2 separate regions of the Macaca mulatta genome follow, and region 2 is linked to region 1. Evidence: chromatin contacts called from public Hi-C data. All regions are on one chromosome and are shown on one strand. Each heading gives the region's core, a stretch centred on a gene start, on an enhancer-like site or on the middle of the called end of the contact. The rest is flanking DNA. Distances are from core to core; before and after follow the strand shown.

The links. Hi-C and Micro-C count contacts between places; a contact is called where the count stands out from the background.
Region 2: a Hi-C map of cortical neurons shows a contact between it and region 1, with 2.5 times the contacts expected there. The contact joins the promoter of MXRA7 here to the promoter of ST6GALNAC1 in region 1. A contact is called at or near these places in 2 of 14 Hi-C or Micro-C datasets (cortical neurons and fetal cortex germinal zone).

What each region holds. Positions count from the first base shown.
Region 1 is chr16:86,428,355-86,432,586 of T2T-MMU8v2.0, forward strand. It overlaps ST6GALNAC1 (ST6 N-acetylgalactosaminide alpha-2,6-sialyltransferase 1), which reads right to left and starts at 1,879. Exons shown (of 13, transcript XM_077972967.1): 1 at 1,584-1,879. It overlaps LOC144335983 (a long non-coding RNA gene), which reads left to right and starts at 2,162. Exons shown (of 2, transcript XR_013407334.1): 1 at 2,162-2,603; 2 at 2,923-4,232.
Region 2 is chr16:86,466,700-86,470,931 of T2T-MMU8v2.0, forward strand. It overlaps MXRA7 (matrix remodeling associated 7), which reads right to left and starts at 2,182. Exons shown (of 4, transcript XM_015120449.3): 1 at 1,822-2,182. The coding sequence starts at 2,163. LOC144335973 (a long non-coding RNA gene) reads left to right here. Exons shown (of 3, transcript XR_013407324.1): 3 at 1-600.

The DNA.
Region 1 (4,232 bases), core at 629-3,128:
GCATAGCCTGTCCCATCTTAGCGAGAGCCACAAAGTAATTAAAGTACTTAAAGGAATGAGAAAAGGGAGATTTTCAAAAACCCTGATTGCAGACTGAGTTATTTAACACAGTTCAGCAACTCTGGTCTGAGGAATTTTCACCTGTAGAGGACCCAGGCCACCATCAGGACCAAAGATTCCAGTTTGGTGGGGCCACCCCCTGGGATGTGGAGCCTGCAGGGGGCTACAACTGGGTGGAGAAAAGGAAACAATGTGATCACTTGGCCGAATGGTAAGTCCAACCCATTTCACAGGCACTCAGCCTGCACTCAGCCTGCTCTGGTAAAGCCCAGCTGAGGTGCCTGCAGCAGGACTTGAAAGGGCAAGCACAGGTGAGGGAAGGTGTGACTGCCAGCCCACCTGAAGATGTGAAGCTGGGCGTGTACAGAACTGCTGGCTTTTACCTTAGGCCTGGGACAATAGGGAATGTGAAAAGCAAGGGGTGCGTGTGTGTGTGCGTGTGTGTCTGTCTGTGTGTCTGTGTGTCTTGGGTCCAGCTGCAGTACCACCATCTGAAACCCCCTGAAACCCTGGGCCACCCTCCGAATCTGCTCGAGGGCAAGCCTGGGAGCGTCAGGGGGAGGAAGGTGGAGACACGGGTGTCTTAGAGGGCAGGGACTAGTTTCACCTCATCTTTGTATTCCGGGGCCCAGCTTGGTGCCCAAAGCCCGTTTGCGGAGCTCATGAAATGCTCCCCCAGGCCGGGCACGGTGGCTCACGCCTGTAATCCCAGCACTTTGGGAGGCCAAGGCTGGCGGATCACTTGAGGTCAGATGTTCGAGACCCGCCTGGCCAACATGGTGAAACCCTGTCTCTACCAAAAATACAAAAATTAGCAGGGCGTGGTGGCGAACGCCTGTAGTCCCAGCCACTCTGGAGGCTGAGGTAGAAGAATCGCTTTAACCCGCTGGCAGAGGTTGCAGTGAGCCGAGATCGCACCACTGCACTCCAACCCGGGCGACAGAGGGAGACAACGTCGTCTCAAAAAAAAAAAAAAAAAAAAAAAAAAAAAAAAAAAAGCTCCCAGTTCTAGGCGCTTTGGGAGCCGCCGCTTAAGATGCAAACATGGCCAAGTCTAAGAACCACACCACACCCAACCAGTGCCGAAAATGGCACAGAAATGGTATCAAGAAACCCAGATCACAAAGATACGAATCTCTTAAGGGGGGTGGACCCCAAGTTCCTGAGGAACATGCGCTTTGCCAAGAAGCACAACACTGCCCACTCCAAGCTTGGGAAGCGTGCTCGCGCCCGCCTTGCCTAGGGGCTCAGGCTGTGCGGGCCAAAGGCCGAGGCCAAGGATCAAACCAAGGCCCGGGCTGCAGCTCCAGCTTCAGTTCCAGCTCAGGCTCCCAAAGGTGCCCAGGCCCCTACAAAGGCTAAGGAGTAGATGTTTCTGTCTGCCAACGTGAGGACAGGAGGACTGGAGCGACCCCCCCCCACCCGGCTGCCGTCTGTATGGGGTGGGGTCCTCCTGTGTTATTTGTACTAAGAAACCTGAGGCAGGGAAAGAAAAAAAAACAAAAACCCTCCCCTAGTCCCACCTTGCGAATGCGGGACGCGGGGCCCTGTCCCGCGAGTGGCACTCAGGAGCCAGCCTCGGGCAGGCACCGCACGCCAGGCCACAGCTCGACGCGGCCGGGGATTCGCTGCAGGCGCGAATCTCTCGGCTAGAGCAGAGCAGCGGCAGCTGCCGGCCAGTCCACGTGTGCTCGGCTCGGCTCGGTTCCGGCTCCCAGGCAGCCCGGGGGTCGCTCACCCGGCCGTGGCCCAGCAAGCCGGCCTTAGCATAGGCTGGGCCACAAACGCCCGACCACTTCTACGGCTCAGGCGCCAGGCGCGTGCCTACTGCAGGGCCGCCCGGGCCGCGCCGCATTCCTCATTGGACGATGGCCCTTGTCAATCACTGAGGAAACGCGGCCTTGGGTGTGGCCGGACATCCGGGGCTTTCCACCCTCCGCGTGAGGTGGGATTGAGGTGGGGAAGATGGAAGGATGCGATACCCAATGGCCACAAATCAAGGCCTTTGGCTTAGCGGCAGATTGGCAGGTGCTTGAACCACTGAAATGCCGCAGAGCGACACCGGCGCTATGGCTGTGATTGGTTCACTTCGCGGGTCGGTGGTTTTCTCCATGTGGTGGTCCCCACGTAGATAAAATGGGCACCGTAGATAAAATAACACGTAAGTAAAGCTGCTGCCGGTGAAGTTTGGGAGTATTTTTGTTTTTTTGAAAGTTAGTATTTTGGCTCTCACAAAGCCTCCTGATTTTAGTAGGCTTTCCCTGGAATGACTCAGATTCTCTTTAGTTACCTTCGTCAAAGCACTCCCTCCCCGTGCAGCCTCAGAGTTGGAGAACTACCGCGCTGAGCCCAGATTACCGCCAAGATCGTCAGAAATATGCGCAACTCAGTGAGCTAAAGCGGAGATTAGATGGATGGTATTTAATGGGACAAGACATGAGTGGACAGTTTACAGGAAAAAAAATGCAAGGGGCCCCTAAACATTTAAGTGGGCGCTCAGCCTTTTTCATAATCAGAAGAATGCAAACGAACACCTCACTGAGGCCGGGCGCGGTGGTTCACGCCTGTAATCCCAGCACTTTGGGAGGCCGAGGCGGGCGGATCACGAGGTCAGCAGATCGAGACCAGCCTGGCTAACACAGTGAAACCCCGTCTCTACTAAAAATACAAGAAATTAGCCGGGCGAGGTGGCAGGCGCCTGTAGTCCCAGCTACTCGGGAGGCTGAAGCAGGAGAATGGCGGGAACCCGGGAGGCGGAGCTTGCAGTGAGCTGAGATCCGGCCACTGCACTCCAGCCTGGGCGACAGAGCAAGACTCTGTCTCAAAAAAAAAAAAAAAGAAAAGAAACAAAACTTCATTGAGCTAAGGCTTCTGATCCATTAGATTGTCAAAAATCCAAAAGTTTAACAAAGTACACTGTTAAGGACAATACAGGAACTTGATCTGCCCTGCATTGCTGGGAGGGAGTGCAAATTTACCTTTGACCCGCAATCCACCTGTAGAATCTACTCTGAAAGTAAACTTACACAAACATGAAACAGCATACACGCCAGCTTTTATTTGTAGCGGCACTATATAAATTTGCAAGACTGGAAACCATGCAGATGTCCATGAGAGGGGGAATGGCTGAGTAAACTGGTACATCCGGGCTGGTACTACAGCCCAGCTGACTCTGTGGCGTTAAGAAAAATGAGGAAAACGACAGTATTTTCTATGGCGTGATCTGTCGCCAGAGATGATGTATATTGGCTGCTACCGTTAGCAAGAAGCAGCACTGAAACAATAAAACCAAAACTGATAAAAATGATAGCATAAAGGTGGAGAATCTGGTGGAAGCCCTAGAGGGTTTCCACCAATAGAAAAATAAGGTGACAATAATAATAGTAAAAAATATCTGTGGCAATAGGAATTTGCCAGGTTTCCTGTTCTGCAACCCAGCACTAGACCCGGAAAGGCATGTTTGGCTGGGTGGGACTCAAGTTACTTGTAACTGGAGGCCCTGCTATAGCCTGAGTGAAGGATTTCTGGTACCCTGCCCCTCTCCAAAAAGACATCTCTTTGGGAACTCTAGAACTGGAATGGTCCATCAGCACTGTCCTTTTGGCAGACAAGGCAGGCCTTTGTACCCCACCAGTGACTTGGTTTGGAGGTGGGCTGCCCCCAGAACAGGATGTAATCTTGGGCAAGGCAGCTGCTATCAGGCTGGGCACAACCTCGCCCTCCAGGCTGTGAGGAGGGAAGAAAGGAAACAACTTCTACCTGCTTTAAAGTAGGAAACCTCCTCATCTGCCACCTCTCCTGCAGTGAGAAGTAGAGACTAGACATGGATACTCCCACATAGGATACTGGGGCCTAATGGGTGACTGTGGGCCTCCACCAGGCCCAGGTGACCCTGCAGATGTGATTCAGAGGCAGCCTCTCGCTGCTGTTCTTCAGCAGCCTGATTCCATGTGGACCATGCTGTTGCCTTCAGAAGTCATGGTCTGCCTGGACCTAGCCAGGCTGTACTGTTGAAGCCTTGTCATGTGCTCTTCCTTCCAGGCCCAGAGAGCTGCCCAGTAGGTCAACTTGGGCTTTGTATCAGGCTTTAAGTACAGGCAGGTCCTTAGGATAAATTAGAATAAAACAATCTCAGAGTGATCTAGTCTTAGTATAATTATTTACGTTTTCAA
Region 2 (4,232 bases), core at 932-3,431, 39 kb after region 1:
AGGACACTAACTTCAGTTGAATTCTCCTGTTGGGTGGGTTCCCTCTGGAGGGTGCTTTACCGGGAGGACAAACACAAGCCTCAAGTCATCCTCACTGGCACCTATGTTATGGGGGCTGGCTGGCATGTGAACCCCTGTACTGCCTTGTCCTTCAGAGCACCCATTCAGCCTCAGAGGACGTGCATTCGCCCAGACAGAGGAAAATTATGCGAGGGGCCCTATTTAAACACCAATGAACCTATTCCTGTAGGTATCATGTGCTGAGAGCTGAAAGCCTTGTAAAAAGTTCTTCAAGCGTCGTGCCCCACAGGATTGAGATAAGACAGGGCGCTGCTAAAGGACATTCTGCACTTCAGTCCAGAGCCTGGTGTGGGTGATAAAGGGACAGCCCTGTAAGGCCAGGGCTGACTGACTGAGGGTGCATGACGGCTCCAGAACTGTCTAAAGGCCTCTCCTGCTCCCGCGAGACCTCGACGGAGGCAGGAATCCCAAATATGGGAGCAAACACAACAGGTCAGCACATGTCCGAACCGCCACCCTCCCCCATCACCCCCTGAGGTCTGCAAGCCCACCTCAAGCAAGAACGGCAGGGCTTGCCCCCCGACCCCCCACCCCATTAAACGGGCTGGTTAGAATCCTCTCTAATGACACAATTAGTCACCCACTTGTCAAGCAAAGCGCCTGCTCAGACGGGGTCTGGCGCACTTACTCAGCAAAGAGAAATGCCTCTGAGCACAGCCTGGCTGCCTCCTCCTCCCCCGAAGGGCTTCTCTCCAGGGTAAACCATTGTGTCCAGCACAGGACAGAGTGGGCACGTAGGCACGCAGACAACGCGCATCCCGGCTCTCCTCCCTTCCAAGAAAAGGAGCTCAGGGGTAAGAACAAGGGATTACAATCCGACTGGAGACCATGGCGGTGGCCTGGACCAGCCAAGCGTGGTGAACTCCTGGGAACATGAGCACACAGGTTTCCAGTCTAGAGTGTAGGGACTAGGATGAGTGGATGAGGGAAATCCGATTCCTCTCCTGATATCCACAGGCAGGACAGGGTGGCCAGGGCCCGAGCTGACGGACAGCATGGTGGGAGGCCTGGGGCAGAGGCAGGGAGGGCCGCTTTGGGGTGCTCCCTGGTGTTCCAGGAGGGCTTTATCCTGCATCTTCACTCCAGGCCCAGCTTACCTACAACCCGGGGGAGTGGGGGTAGGAGGGTGTTAGGAGATGTGTAGCTTAAAACGACAATAAAAAGAACTGCTGGGCTCGGGTGCCTTTTCTTTCAGTCTCAGCCTACGGGCTTCACAAAACACCACAGCACTGACTCTGAAATCTTGACTTCAAACTGACTGAAAAAGAAAAGCCAGCTTTCCTCCCTCGCCCCCCGAAAGTACTACTTTTTAAACATCAAGATAACTCTCATGGCAGGCCTTGAAATAAGCCATAGGCACGTGGATTTGGGAACCGGTGGGCGGGAGGGGTCAGAAGTGGGTGTGGAGCAAAATTCCAAGTCCCGTCGCGAGGCCTGGGAACCAGCAGCTGCGGAGCACGCCCTGGGCTGGGAGAGGCCGAGGTGAGGGGAGAGCAAAACACCTCCAAACAAACTCCTTCGGGGTCGCCCCTCGCCACACTTTCTGGGGGAGGGCGGCGACTTTGCGGGCCTGCGGCTTAGCATGGCGGGACCTGCATTTCCTGTGGGCCGAGGGTTCTGCGCTTCCCGGGGGCAGCCTGGGCTGGAGGCTGCGGTCCCGCTCCCTGGCTCGGCGGGGAACGGCAGCGGCGGCTGGAGCCCCGGGGGTGGGGAGAGGGCCGCGGGGGCCGCGGTGCGTACCTGCCTCGCCTCCGCCGCCTGCTCCTCCGCCTCCGCTGACGCCACCGCGGGATCCCCTGGCCCTTCGGGCTCCCCGGGTCCCGCAGGCTCCCCGGGCTCCCCCGGCCCCGCGGGTTCCCCAGGCTCCTCCGGCCCCGCGGACGCGGCCGCCGGCTCGGGGGCGCAGGGGCGGGACGGCGCTGGGGCCCTGGTGGCCTCGGCCGGGGGCGCGGGTTCCGGGGGCGTGCAGGCAGGCTCCGGGCTCGCGGTCGCCCCACGTCGCACCAGCAGCCAGGCGAGCAGAAGGGCCAGCGCGGTGGCCAGCGCAGGCAGCGCGGCCAGCAGCTCGGCCGGCGCCTCCATTGCGCCGCGGCCGCCGAGTGCCGGCCCGCTGGGACCCCGAGGGAGCCCGCCGCGCCCGGTCGCCGCGCCCCGCCCCGGGGCGGAGCCCCCGTCGCCCGCGCCCCGCCCCTGGCATCCTCCGGCCCCCGGTGGTGACGCACAGGCTGTAAGCGGGGGTGTAGGGGGGCAGAGTCCTGACCCCCTGGGAGGCACAGGAGAGCCAACCCCTGCCCAGCCTGGGCAGCCTTGACGCTTTGGGGCACATTTAACTCAGGTTCAATTTGAAATACTGTATGATGTGCCCTGAGGTTGTCATCTTTGGCCTTGGTACAGCAGTTCGTCTTAGAGCATTTTGGAAATATCAGTGCTAGTTGGGGAATGCAGAGAGACAAGCAAACCCGGGAAGATTCATGGAAACAGCAGCCTGGATTGCCTTGTAAAACAATGAAAAGCCGGATTACGTTTAGCCACTGCCGTTTTTATAGGCATGTCAGGAGTTGCTTTTAATCCTTAGGGTTGCCTTAATGCACTTTCACAGAGGACATCTCCAGATCCCAGCCAGTGAATGCTCCCTTCGGCGCTGAGGCCAGCAGTCTTCAACACAGGCCTCCCTGTAACATAACATGGCTCCCCCGCCCCTAGACCTGAAATTCAGCTGCAGGTCCTTGGTCAACGCTATTCCTCCTACCGGACTTTCTTCTTTGCACAATTCCAGAATGCATGCAGGGTGGGAGGGTGCAGTGAAGGAAATGAAGGCTATTGTTTTTGTTTCTCCAGGTCCTCCCAGGCCTCTGTTGCTGAACAGTGGATTTTGAGATAAACACGTTGTAACCAAAAACATATTTTCCTACCACGCCCCACCCACTCTTTAGTTATTTTAAATAAACACAAGATGGGCATGTCAGGTATCATGCCAAACATAAGGCCTAATGTTAAAAAACCACGGTTCCAGTTTTTGCTGAGGATGCATTTAATACTTTTTTGGGAAAATTACAGTGCCTGAGCTGATCTGTGATACAAACCAAGATGTGAGATGAAGTGCTTCTTTTTAAATGAAGATATACAAACAAGACCCCCCAGCAACAGGGAGAGCTGAATTCTGCTGCACTGCATGATATTAAAAGGGCCATGCATTTCCTTTTAGTGGTGGTTGATGAAAAGAGCCCCCAAGTATAAAATGTGGCCGGGCGTGGTGGCTCACGCCTGTAATCCCAGCACTTTGGGAGGCCGAGGTGGGCGGATCACAAGGTCAGGAGATCGAGACCACGGTGAAACCCTGTCTCTACTAAAAATACAAAAAATTAGCCGGGCGCAGTGGCGGGCGCCTGTAGTCCCAGCTACTCGGGAGGCTGAGGCAGGAGAATGGCGTCAACCCGGGAGGCGGAGCTTGCAGTGAGCCGAGATCGCGCCACTGCACTCCAGCCTGGGAGACAGAGCAAGACTCCATCTCAAAAAAAAAAAAAAAAAAAAAAAGTGAAATAGGCTTTATTTATGGGCAACTAGCTTTTGACCACTGTGGAACTTTCAGTCAGTGTATGGGCCTTACTATTTTTTTCTTTCTTTTCTTTTTTATTTGAGATGGATCTTACTCTGTTGCCCAGGCTGGAGTGCAGTGGCACGATCTTGGCTCATTGCAACCTCCGCCTCCCGGGTTCCAGTGATACTCCTGCCTGAGTAGCTGGGATTACAGGTACATACCACCACGCCCAGCTACTTTTTTTCTATTTTTAGTAGACAGGGTTTCACCATGTTGGTCCAACTGGTTTCGAACTCCTGACCTCAGGCAATCTGCCCGCCTCAGCCTCCCAAAATGCTGGGATTACAGGCATGAGCTTTCGCGCCCAGCTGACCTTTCTTTCTTTCTTTCCTTTTTTTTTAAAGAGACTGGGTCTTTTTTTTTTTCTTTTTTTTTTAAAAAGACAGGGTCTCACTATGTTGCTCAGGCTGGAGTGCAGTGGCTATCCACAGGCATGATCATAGCTTTCTGCAGCCTCGAAATCCTGGGCTCCAGTGACACTCCGGCCTCAGCCTCTCGGGCAGCTGGGATTATAGGTGTGCGTCTACGCTTCTGGCCCAGGGTCTTACTTTTG